Linked DNA regions of Salmo salar: region 2 is linked to region 1. A link is a contact called in public Hi-C data. All regions are on one chromosome and are shown on one strand. Each heading gives the region's core, a stretch centred on a gene start, on an enhancer-like site or on the middle of the called end of the contact. The rest is flanking DNA. Distances are from core to core; before and after follow the strand shown. Region 1 overlaps LOC106590114 (sickle tail protein homolog). Region 2 overlaps LOC106590114 (sickle tail protein homolog).

Region 1 (5,283 bases), core at 1,744-4,243:
AAAACTGAACATGTATGATGATAATGTAGGTTTCTGGTGTTAATCTGTATGAGTGCTGCCTCCAGGTGGCTTTAAGTACATTTGGTAGTTTTTTTTATTGATAGATACAGTAAAGAAGTTGCTGAGATGGGGGTGATAAAGGAGAGGGACATACAACAGAAAGTGGTTGGCACCCATGACTCCAGGGATAATATGTGGTCTGGGGGCCAGCGGTACTCCTGCTAGGCCAGCCCCTGGCACCTTGCTGGCTTTCTAAACTGTAATGGCCATGGCATGTTGACTAAGGATCTATTATGTATTGGAGGGCTGCAGGACAATTAAGTCCCGTCGCTTATATGGGAATGAATTCGGAGCAATCTGACCCAGAAGCACGGAGGGAATCCTCCAACTCCGAATCCTCCAATCGGGATTTCTGGAAAACGTTAGGAAAGTTACCAGAATTCTGCAATCCTAGTATTGACAGACTCTTTGATACACAACACTGCAGCTGTCTCAGTGTAAAAGGAGCATTCCCTCTCCATTATGCATGAGTGTGGGATGAAAAGGGTGTGTTTCAGCTCCTCAAGCTGTTTACATGATTCTCCCAGCATGGAGCCAACAGGCCCCGCAGGGAATGTTGGGGTAGGGTGGATGGTGGGGAGGAGGGGAGCGGGGGCGACTAGCCCCAATTAAACGGTGCCACCTGGCACCCTCTAGATATGAGTGTTCATTTTGTTTGGGTTCCCTTTTTGTGTGGGTTCCCTGTGGGTTCCCTCTACCTTTCATCAGATGAGCGAATTGTTTGTCCTAAATGGCTTGGACCTGGAGTTTTCCCCTACTCAGGTCATGTGGTCAGGAAGAACTCTAGATCTACATGGCCTAATCCGGTCACTGCCTTGTCTCCCTGTCATATCATCACCATATCTGGTGGGCTAATACTGTACCCTTACCCCAGGGTGAGGCGTACGAAAATAGCCTAACTCAGGAGGCGGGTGGGAGTCCACTTTCAGAATGACTTGAATCTTCATGTCTTATGCAGCCATGTGTTGTTGAAGTCACATTTCCATTATGATGTTGTTGTTTGTCCTTTTCTACATTTGCTATTGAGGACCATAAGTAAAAAAAAATATATGTATATTTTTTTTTTAAACTTCTTGACAAGATTTGGAGCCACTTGATATGTACCTTTGATGAACATTTGCTGGCTATTATGTTTCTTTCTCCTGACTTGAACTTTATAAGTATGTAAATATATTCATGTTTTTGGTCTGGCATGAGAGAAAAGCATGTGCCAACAGAGCTGCACCAGTGCCAAATCCATAGTGGGACACACACACACACAGACACACACATACTCGCACAAACTTACACAACTGCTCCCCGGGTGCTGATGACGTAGACTTTAAGGCAGCCACCAGCACCACTGATTCAAACACATTTCAGTTGAATGCGTTGTTGTGCAACTGACTAGGTATCCCGCTTTCCCTTTCATCCCGAGCTGATTCTACAGCCTCATCCCATTGATGTGGCAGAGTAATAGAATATTGTTTACTGAGCAGCTGAATACATTTGTGTCTACTGGGTTTACTAAATCCAGTCTAAATCCTGGTTTTGCGTGCTAAATGGCACCCTAGTCCCTACATAGTGCACTACTATTTACCAAAGCCCTATTGGCCTTGGTCAAAGGTAGTGAGTAAGGTGCCATTTGGGATGCACACCAGATCCTGATTCGTCTTCAGACATTCCCTCCTTTCACTCTTTTTGTTGTCCTGCCTGAACAGCAACAGAGAAATAGGTCAGGGATAGAGTGGGGATAATTATACACACAAGCTGTATTTCATACAAATGTGATCAAAGCATCAAAACAATAACAATTATCACTTGACAACATAATTAAGAAATTGTTTGCTATGTCACCTTGACCAGTTAGCATTCCTGTTATGCGATTGTAATTAAACTGACAGACTTACAATTTACACTGAATATGTCACGTCCTGACCATTGAGTGCTCTTATTTTCTATGGTAGAGTAGGTCAGGGCGTGACTGGGGGGTTTTATCTAGTTGAATTTTTCTATGTTGTGTTCTAGTTTCTTTTTTCTATGTTGTTTTTTTTGTATGATTCCCAGTTAGAGGCAGCTGGTCATCGTTGTCTCTAATTGGGGATCATATTTAAGTAGTTGTTTTTCCCACCTGTGTTTGTGGGAGATTATTTTGAGTTAGTGCAAGTTGCACCTCTGTTGTCACGGTTTGTTGTTGTTGTTGTTGTTTGTTGTTTGTTTATAGTTTGTTTGGCCAAGTTTCACAATATAATAAAGATGTGGAGCGATACGCATGCTGCGCCTTGGTCCGTTCCTACACACAGGCATGACAGAATAAAAATATAAACGCAACGTTTCAATTTCAAAGATTTTACTGAGGTACATTGCCTCAAGTGGATGCAGAAATTCTTTGGTTGTGCAAACCCACAATTTCATCAGCTGTCCAGGTGGCTGGTCTCAGACGATCCTGCAGGTGAAGAATGATGGACATTCCTGCAGTCAGCATGCCAATTCCACACTCTCTCAAAACGTGAGACATTTGTGGCATTGTGTTGTGTGAAAACTGCACATCAGGGAGTGTCTTTTTATTTTCTCCAGCACAAGGTGCACCTGTGTAATGATCATGCTTTTTAATCAGCTTCATGATATGCCACACATGTCAGGTGGATGGATTTATCTTGGCAAAGGAGAAAAGCTCACTAACTGGGATGTAAACACATTTGTGCACAACATTTCAGAGAAATAAGCATTTTGTACAAAGGAACATTTCTGGGATATTTAATTTCAGCTCATGAAACATGGGACCAACACTTTTCATATTGCATGTTACTTATGTTACTTACAATTCTAACAGTTTTAATGGAGAGGTTTTGGGAGTGAAACTCCCAGTGGAAGTCTGGAAGTCTGTGTGTGTGTGTGTGTGTGTGTGTGTGTGTGTCATGAGTTCAGTCACGTGTTTTACTGGGAACTTGTGTGAGCCACTCCTCCTCCTTAGTTTGTGGTGCTGCTATCTTCTGGCTGCTGTTCCCACCAAGAAGCTGCTGCTCTTAGGCTTGGCCAAGAGCCTCCACCCTGCTCTCTCGCTCTCCCTCCCTCTCTCCCTCTCTTTCTCTCTCCCCATATCTCTCTCTCTCTTGCTCTTTCTCCCCCCCATATATCTCTCATGCTCTCTCTCACACTCTCCCTCTCCCCATATATCTCTTTCCATCTCTCTCTCTTCTCTCCCTCTCTCTCTCTCTGGGCAGCCAGTCAGGGATCTTAAAATCAATAAGCCATGAAGATACTGACGGAGGCTCTTATTTACATCGCCTGTGAACGTGCTGCGGTTTCTCTCTCCCTCTTTCTCTCTCGCTTTTTCTCTTTCTCTCCCTTAAATGCCACACAGTTTACAGGACCAGGGGCTATGTTCATCTGTCAGATACAGTTTGCCTAATAAAGACTAACACAACAAATACCCAGTGATAAAACATGCAGACAAATTGTTCCACTAGCAGACAAAATAGTTGACATGACTCACACAGACTTACAGCCCCTGAAGAACATCAATACTTTAGCTCCCCATTGAATTTAAGGGACTGAATCTTTCCGGGAACATAGATTCACTATGTATGCCTTCACTCCTTTTGTACTAAACGTCAACCCAATTACGGCCAAAATAAAGCCAAGTACCTGTACTGTAGAACATTGTCTACACTATCCCGTTTGTGGTTCATGTCCATAAATGTGTGTCTAGGCCTGTTGTAGCACAGGAGGAATATGCCATAAGGCCACATGGGGGCCTCAGAGACAGGCCATGGGAAGAGGCTGCCGGACTGCTTCTGTTTTATCCAGAGTGTTATACAGAGCCTGTAGCCTTGTATAGTTCTGAAGATGGCTTTGTGAAAACAGTAGACATGAAATCTTCCAAATACTGTGTTTTTATTAAGATAAGATCACTTATTGGTCAATTGCACCCAAGGTCCAACCGAAATTAGACTTTTGCTTTTAACCCAACCTATCAAAAAGACACATACATACGCATACAACTCAGTTTATTAGATACACCACCCCGTTCACGAAAATGGTTCCCTCCTACAGACAGTGAGTCATGTGGCCATGGCTTGCTTTATAAAGCAGGCAGACAGGCATCGAGGCATTCAGTTACTGTTCGATTTAATGTTAAAATGGCCAAAATTGAGTGACCTAAGCAACATTGAGCGTGGTATGATCGTCGTTGCCAGGTGCGCCGGTTCCAGTTTCTCAGAAACGGCCAGCCTCCTGGGCTTTTCACGCACGATAGTGTCTAGGGTTTACCGAGAATGGCGTGATAAAAACATCCAGTCAGTGGCAGTCATGTGGGTGAAAACAGCTCGTTGATGAGAGGCTGAAGGAGAGGTGGGGGGTTAAATGCCGTGGACATGGCAGGCAATGGCATTTAGGATTTGATACCATCAACCCTCAACCATCTGCATGCCTGGTTGTGTGTGGGTTTTGCAGGTTTGGGAATATTATTTTGGTCAATTAAGCCAGGCAAGCTCAATCAGGCATAGATTGAGTATTTGAAATGTCTTAAAATTGAATGGAATCCAGATCTGGAAAAGAGAGCCATACCAAACCATATGTATCCCCCTGCCTCTGTCAAGGCTCCCTTACTGCTTATAATTGTCACGTCCTGACCATAGAAAGCTTTTATTTTCTATGGTAGAGTAGGTCAGGGCGTGACAGGGTGTTTTGTCTCATTTATTTATGTCTGTTGGTTCTAGTTTCTTTTTTCTATGTTGGGGGTTTTCTCTAGTTTATGTATTTCTATGTGGGGTTCTAGTTTCTGTATTTCTATGTTGGGGTTTTTGGGATCTCCAATTAGAGGCAGCTGGTCATCGTTGTCTCTAATTGGGGATCATATTTAAGTTGTTGTTTTTCTCACTAGGTTTTGTGGGAGATTATTTTGAGTAAGTGTATGTTGCACATCTTCGTCACGGTTTCTTGTTTAGTTTATTTGTTTATTTGTATGTCTTGCATAGTTTCACAGTTTAAATAAAATGTGTAACGATACACACGCTGCGCTTTGGTCCCATTCTTCAGACAGACGTGACAATAATTTCACAATATCTTGATGCATTCGGACTGTTTTGTGGCATTGATTGTGAAGGAACTTTCTCAATTTGGGTTATTTTGCGAATGATTCGTTCGTTGGTATTTTGAAGCGATACATTCTGTTATTATTAATTTCCCTTTTCCAAATTCTATGGGAATCTTCTTGACATAAGCAATATCTTGAACTCATAA
Region 2 (5,437 bases), core at 1,121-3,620, 160 kb after region 1:
TTGACAGCTTGGAACACTTACAGTTATTGCTTTAACAGTGTGTTTAACTGTTGTTTATATAGCAGAAACCCCATCTACTTGACAAATCAATAAATTATTCATAAAGATATTCATAAATGTTCTAAGATAGAAAATATTCTCCAAATCCTATACTTGACCCACTCTATGTTTTAATGTTATATCGCTAAATTGATCGCTAAGCAAACACATCTGGCATGAAAACAATTCCGGTAGTATTTAGGAAGTAACTCCCAACTTAAGAAGTACTCCTAACGTAAATATTAGAAATGCCACCTTTAACGCCTAGTTAGCCCCAGTGTTAAAAGCTTGATTTTCTGATGTTTCCTGCAGAAAGCGAATGAAGGCTATGGAGCAACAGATTGCCAGCTTGACTGGTCTTGTTCAGCATGCACTTTTAAAGTCCCCAAACACTAGTGGCACCAACGAGGCTCTCAGGTAAGCAAGAAGATGAAGAAGTGAGGCAGCGTGGGACATTGAGTTCTCAGAGATAAGCCCAGGTTGCCCCAGCCAATGTGGACAAAGATAATAACAGATAAACTAGCTCTCAATTTTACCAGCCTAGGTAAACAGAACATTGTCGAGGGGAAATAGTGTGGACGAGGGTTCTGATATTGACATGCTGCAGTTATCTTTGCATTTCAACCTACTCTGTGGAGATCTTGTGCTACTGTGTTTGCTTGAGTTTCCAATCATCAATCTCAATGTGGGCACCATGATTGGAATGAAAATGGGATGGCTTACTATGGGAACAGACTGCTCCTAACAGTCATCATGTTAACCTGTCCGTCTATGTCAGTCTGTCCAACCATACTGTATGGCTGTCTGTACGTCTACAATGCTTTTACTAATATATGTCAACCCTAACTCCAGGACAGTTCCCAGGGTTTTGCATTAATTCTCTTCTATTGTGATTCAACAGAATTAATGTCTCTTTCTCTCTGTGTGTGCGTAGTGAACGACCCACGAAGACATCAAGGCAAGCGTCTCCGGTTCATAGTGCAGGTCAGGAGGACCATTATTACCCTTCTGCATGTATCACATTATGGTTTGCGTCCCAAAATAGCACCATATTCCCTATATAGTTCACTACTTTTGACTAGAGCCCTATGGGCCCTGGCCAAAAGTAGTGTACTATATAGGGAATAGGGTTCCAGTTGGGACGCAAAGTAGTCTACTATATAGGGAATAGGGTTCCAGTTGGGACGCAACCATGATCTACTTAGAGGTACAGTTCTCTGTTGCATATCCCTCAACTTTCCCCCAGGATGCATTGCATAGACAAGTCTCTTAATGTCACTCAACACAGTCTGCCATATGCTCTCCCCTACTGCCCCACTAAAACACCCAGTCAGTAAGACAGGCGTCTTTGCTTTTCGCCGACTCATATTCCCCTCAAATCCTCTCTCGTCATCCACTCTAGGTGGGGGATGGAGGCAAAAAAGCTACTAACTGAATATGCGCTGCTGAAAGCATTAGTTAGAACAAGAGAGATGTATTATTTCTCGATCCCGCAAAGATGATTCAATCTTGTCTAGCTAGCGGTCAGGGTAGATGAGAGTTCGATAAAAGAAATGCAATCTCGAGGGCGGCGGGAATGAAAACAGAGTGGTATTTATGCGGCTGCTGTCAAAGCAACTCCTCACATCTTTGGGTTTCTTCGTCTTCTTCTTCTTACAGGTTTCCCTTTGCGTATTGTTCCCATTCATCATACACAGAACATGAAGAATTGACTGTGGCTCATAATTCTGATTCCTCAGATATTTCCTTGTTGTTATTTCATAAGCTATCCCCATCACAAGAGCATCCTCTCGGTCTCCAAACAGTGGATGGATCCTAAATGGCACCCTATTCCCTGTATGGTGCACTATTTTTTGACCATATAAAGGGGTGCCATTTGGGACACAGACAGTGTGACACACTTGAGCAGCATTCATCTGAACCTGCACTTCAGGTCTGTGCAGCTGTCATTCCCTATGAGAGGACTATGTGGTGAATGTTGGAGGGGGATTACAAAGTTCACAATAGCACTGTGTTCTCTAGCCCCACTGCAGGGCTCTACTGTGGTTGTGTCCCAATTGGCACCAAATTCCCATTATAGTGCACTACTTTTGATGGGCCCCGGTCAGAAGTACTGCACTATATAGGGAATAGGGCAGCATTTGGGACGCAGACCTACTCTGTGTTGAAGGAGTGCTCTCTTGCTCGCTCTCTCTCTCTCATTCAAGTCAGAACATTCTACTCTCTCATTGTTCTGACACTTTGCAGGGACTTGTTCTCTTCCGCTAAGGGACTTGAGTGGCTTAGTGACACTGTGCCACTCCCACCTGTTGACAACAAGCGCCCCAGAGACAGAACTCAACCTCAGGGTCAGGTTTCAAAGGTCATAGGTCATACTACTCCATTCTGAATGGGAGAAACAGTGTAATTGAATTCAACTTCAGTTACTGTCAATACAGACTGCAGTTGGCATGGCTTGTCAAGAGTCATTCTGTCGTCAGTCTCCAAAGCCAGAGGACATTACGTCTGGTGGTTGTTTTCGACAGCAGACAAACCCGTCTCCTGTCTCTTATTTCTCCCAATGCTTGCATCCCAAATTGCTCCCTATACAGTACATTACTTTTGACCAGAGTTTGATGGGGCCTGGTCAAAAGTAGTGCACTACATAGGGAATAGGGTTCCACTTGGGATGTAGTCATGGTGAGGTTGGCGGTCGGCAGTCTATTTCAGTCAGCACTGCCAATGTAAGTACCCGTGTGCTCCTGTGGGCAGCGGGGGAGACGCCTAGGGAAGCACAGGCCCTCATTACTTAACATTAGGAATATTAAATCAGGAACCAACGCAGCTGTGGAGAATGTGTTTGGAAATGAGCAAGGCGAGCGAGGCGAGCGCTGGGCTGTGGCCAGGCCAATGCAATCACAGAGGTTGCATCTCAAATGGCACCCTATTCCCTATATAGTGCACCACTTTGTATTGCCACCTTCCCTATGGGCCTTGGCCATACGTAGTGCACTACATAGGGAACAGGGTAGCATTTGGGACGCACACGGACACAAGGCAGAACGTGAAAAGGAGGGGAGAAAACATGAATACATTACACCACCCATTCAATCTCACAGGAGACATTTTGCTTTTTACGTGCATGTGCACATTTGACTGTGGGGTATTTCATTTGCGGTAAATAAGGGAGTTATGTATTGCGTGCTTCCTCCAAAATCTGTAGGGTTTCCATCACATTGTGAAAGGGATTTTTGTACTTGTGAATGAACCTCTACAGCATAGCCTACAATATGAATAATTAAATGCTATGGGTTAATATGTTTTCCCATATTTTTAAATGTATTCTTCTAAATCAGTTTTTATACAGCTAGATAAAGCATGTTTGTGGCAAGTGAGCCCTCTATCCAAATCTATATTTTCTTTCCAGTTTTGTTATCACAAGTGAGGAACTGACTAGCTTGTAGTGGTTTTAAATGTGGCTATTTGATTTGATCTTATTCAGGAGGTTCCCCTGTCCTGGCACCCAAAAGTGCCACGCCCCCCTCTGAGAGTGGCTCCACCCCCATGCTCCCAGGCTCCACCCCCTTCCAGAACAACCTGCTCCAGTGCAAGAAGAACGTCTCGGACCTTCGGCTGCAGCTCCATCAGATGAGACAGCTGCAGGTAACGCCACCAATGCTGTATCTATTCGTAGGATTATGTTTCCCCTAGACACTGATCTTGGGTCAGTTTAGCATTTTCCCCACTTATGGTTAAGGTTAGGATTGGTAGGAGGGAAAGCTGATCCTAGATCTGTACCGAGGGGGAAAAAAATCACCCGGGGAGCCCCTATCTACTGTTATTGGTTATCAATTTGATATCAGCTGTCAAGCGTTGCTTCCCAGCCATTCAACTACTGTCTATCAGCTACTTTTCAACCCCCTCTATCTGGATTGGCTAAGAAACACAAAACTCAGCGTGTGTGTATGTGTGTGTTACCTAGCTCCAGAACCAGGAGGCTCTGCGTGTGCAGCTGAAGCGGGCTGAGCAGGAGATCAGTTTGAAACTGGCGGAGGCCATGAGACGTCTGGAGGACCCGGTCCAAAGACAGAGAGTCCTGGTGGAGGAGGACAGACACAAGTACCTGGGCTTGGAGGAGAGGGTGTTCAACCAACTAGGGTAAGAGTGGGGGGGGGGGCAGTGTAGCAACTCATGTAGGTCCCTCCCTGTTTCGGCCCGTTTCGTTTGGTTGCTAGTGTACACGACCCAGGTGTTACTGACTAACTTCAAGTACACACCTTCCAAACATAGCTCACAGGTACCGGTAGGCCATGTCTGTCTCTCATTCAAGCCCAGAAATCACTGAAGTATAGAACCAGGCAGCCTGGGCAGGCAATTATTCACAGCATACTCTTAATTTAATTCACTCGTCGTGGTTTGCCAATTGGGAACGGTAATTGAATCCTTTTAATTCTGATATTTAACCGGCAAGGTCATAGCACTGCCTGGGTAGAAAGCGGTAAACATATGCCCCGATAAACATCACGATAGGAGCATTTCCTGAACGTTGGTTTTCTGGGATAATCAGGCAGGCGCAGGGCGCTGGATTCAGCTGTGTTTTCCTTGGCGCAGTGCCAGGTCTTACTCAGCAAAGGCCTGCCGTAGTGTTTTAAATATGGCTCGTTAATGAGCTCTGCTTGGCTGAAGCGCTGTGTGCGTGACAGGGAATGTGGTGTGAAAAGACGTAGCCTTCTCCTCCGGATAGAAACGCAATTTAATACAACCTGGGAGAGTGTCTGCTGAGGGTTCTAAAAATACTCTGAGAGGAAGTGAGGCGACAAACGACCAAGGTTTATCACTGTTACAACTACTGCAGCAATCCAAGGGTCCATAACATGAGGATATTGCTAACCTGGAGGATGTCAAAAGGAAGGTCAGTGAAGATGTCGTGTATTGCGTCATCTTTTCACAAATGTCAGTAGGCCTACAGGATTTTTCATAGTTTTCAGCACATGCATTTCCTGCATTTCCAAATCCCAGGCTCGGTTAAATCACTCCAGAAACGGACTGGCCATAGGGAAGATCGGGGCAAATGCCCGGATGGGCTGGTCCATCTTTAGCCCAGTGGGTTGGTCTTCAGTGGGGCTTTTGTGCAGAATGATCATTGTTTGGCTAATAATAGGGGCCTGGAAGAAAAACATTTTCCTGTTTGGGGTCCAATTGTGTGTGTGTGTGGGGGGGGTTCTGGTCCCAGTCTGTCCCTGGTCACTCCTATTTATTTCCAGTCAGTTCTGTTTACCAGTCATCATAAGCCCGTCAGAGGCTAGATCTGAGCCAGCTGTCAGCACTAAGCCAGTGATCCTACTGCCCTTGAGCAATAGAGAAAGAGAGAGAGTTGAGTACCCATGAAGCCTCCTCAAATAGATGATCCCTGGGACAT

What was found. Hi-C and Micro-C count contacts between places; a contact is called where the count stands out from the background.
Region 2: a Hi-C map of muscle shows a contact between it and region 1, with 5 times the contacts expected there. The contact joins two enhancer-like sites. A contact is called at or near these places in 2 of 3 Hi-C or Micro-C datasets (gill and muscle).

The regions. Positions count from the first base shown.
Region 1 is chrssa29:10,403,493-10,408,775 of Ssal_v3.1, forward strand. The region is part of intron 1 of LOC106590114 (sickle tail protein homolog); the gene reads left to right. Among protein-coding and RNA genes, the nearest start is that of LOC106590114, 36 kb to the left of the region's middle. Within about 2 kb of position 2,994, at least 1 of the 13 cell types and tissues checked has an H3K27ac peak or open chromatin away from gene starts, as enhancers often do. A contact at or near this core is called in muscle, where this site is marked.
Region 2 is chrssa29:10,567,746-10,573,182 of Ssal_v3.1, forward strand. It overlaps LOC106590114 (sickle tail protein homolog), which reads left to right. Exons shown (of 22, transcript XM_014180705.2): 8 at 352-456; 9 at 974-1,023; 10 at 3,521-3,681; 11 at 4,001-4,176. Among protein-coding and RNA genes, the nearest start is that of LOC106590116, 17 kb to the right of the region's middle. Within about 2 kb of position 2,371, at least 1 of the 13 cell types and tissues checked has an H3K27ac peak or open chromatin away from gene starts, as enhancers often do. A contact at or near this core is called in muscle, where this site is marked.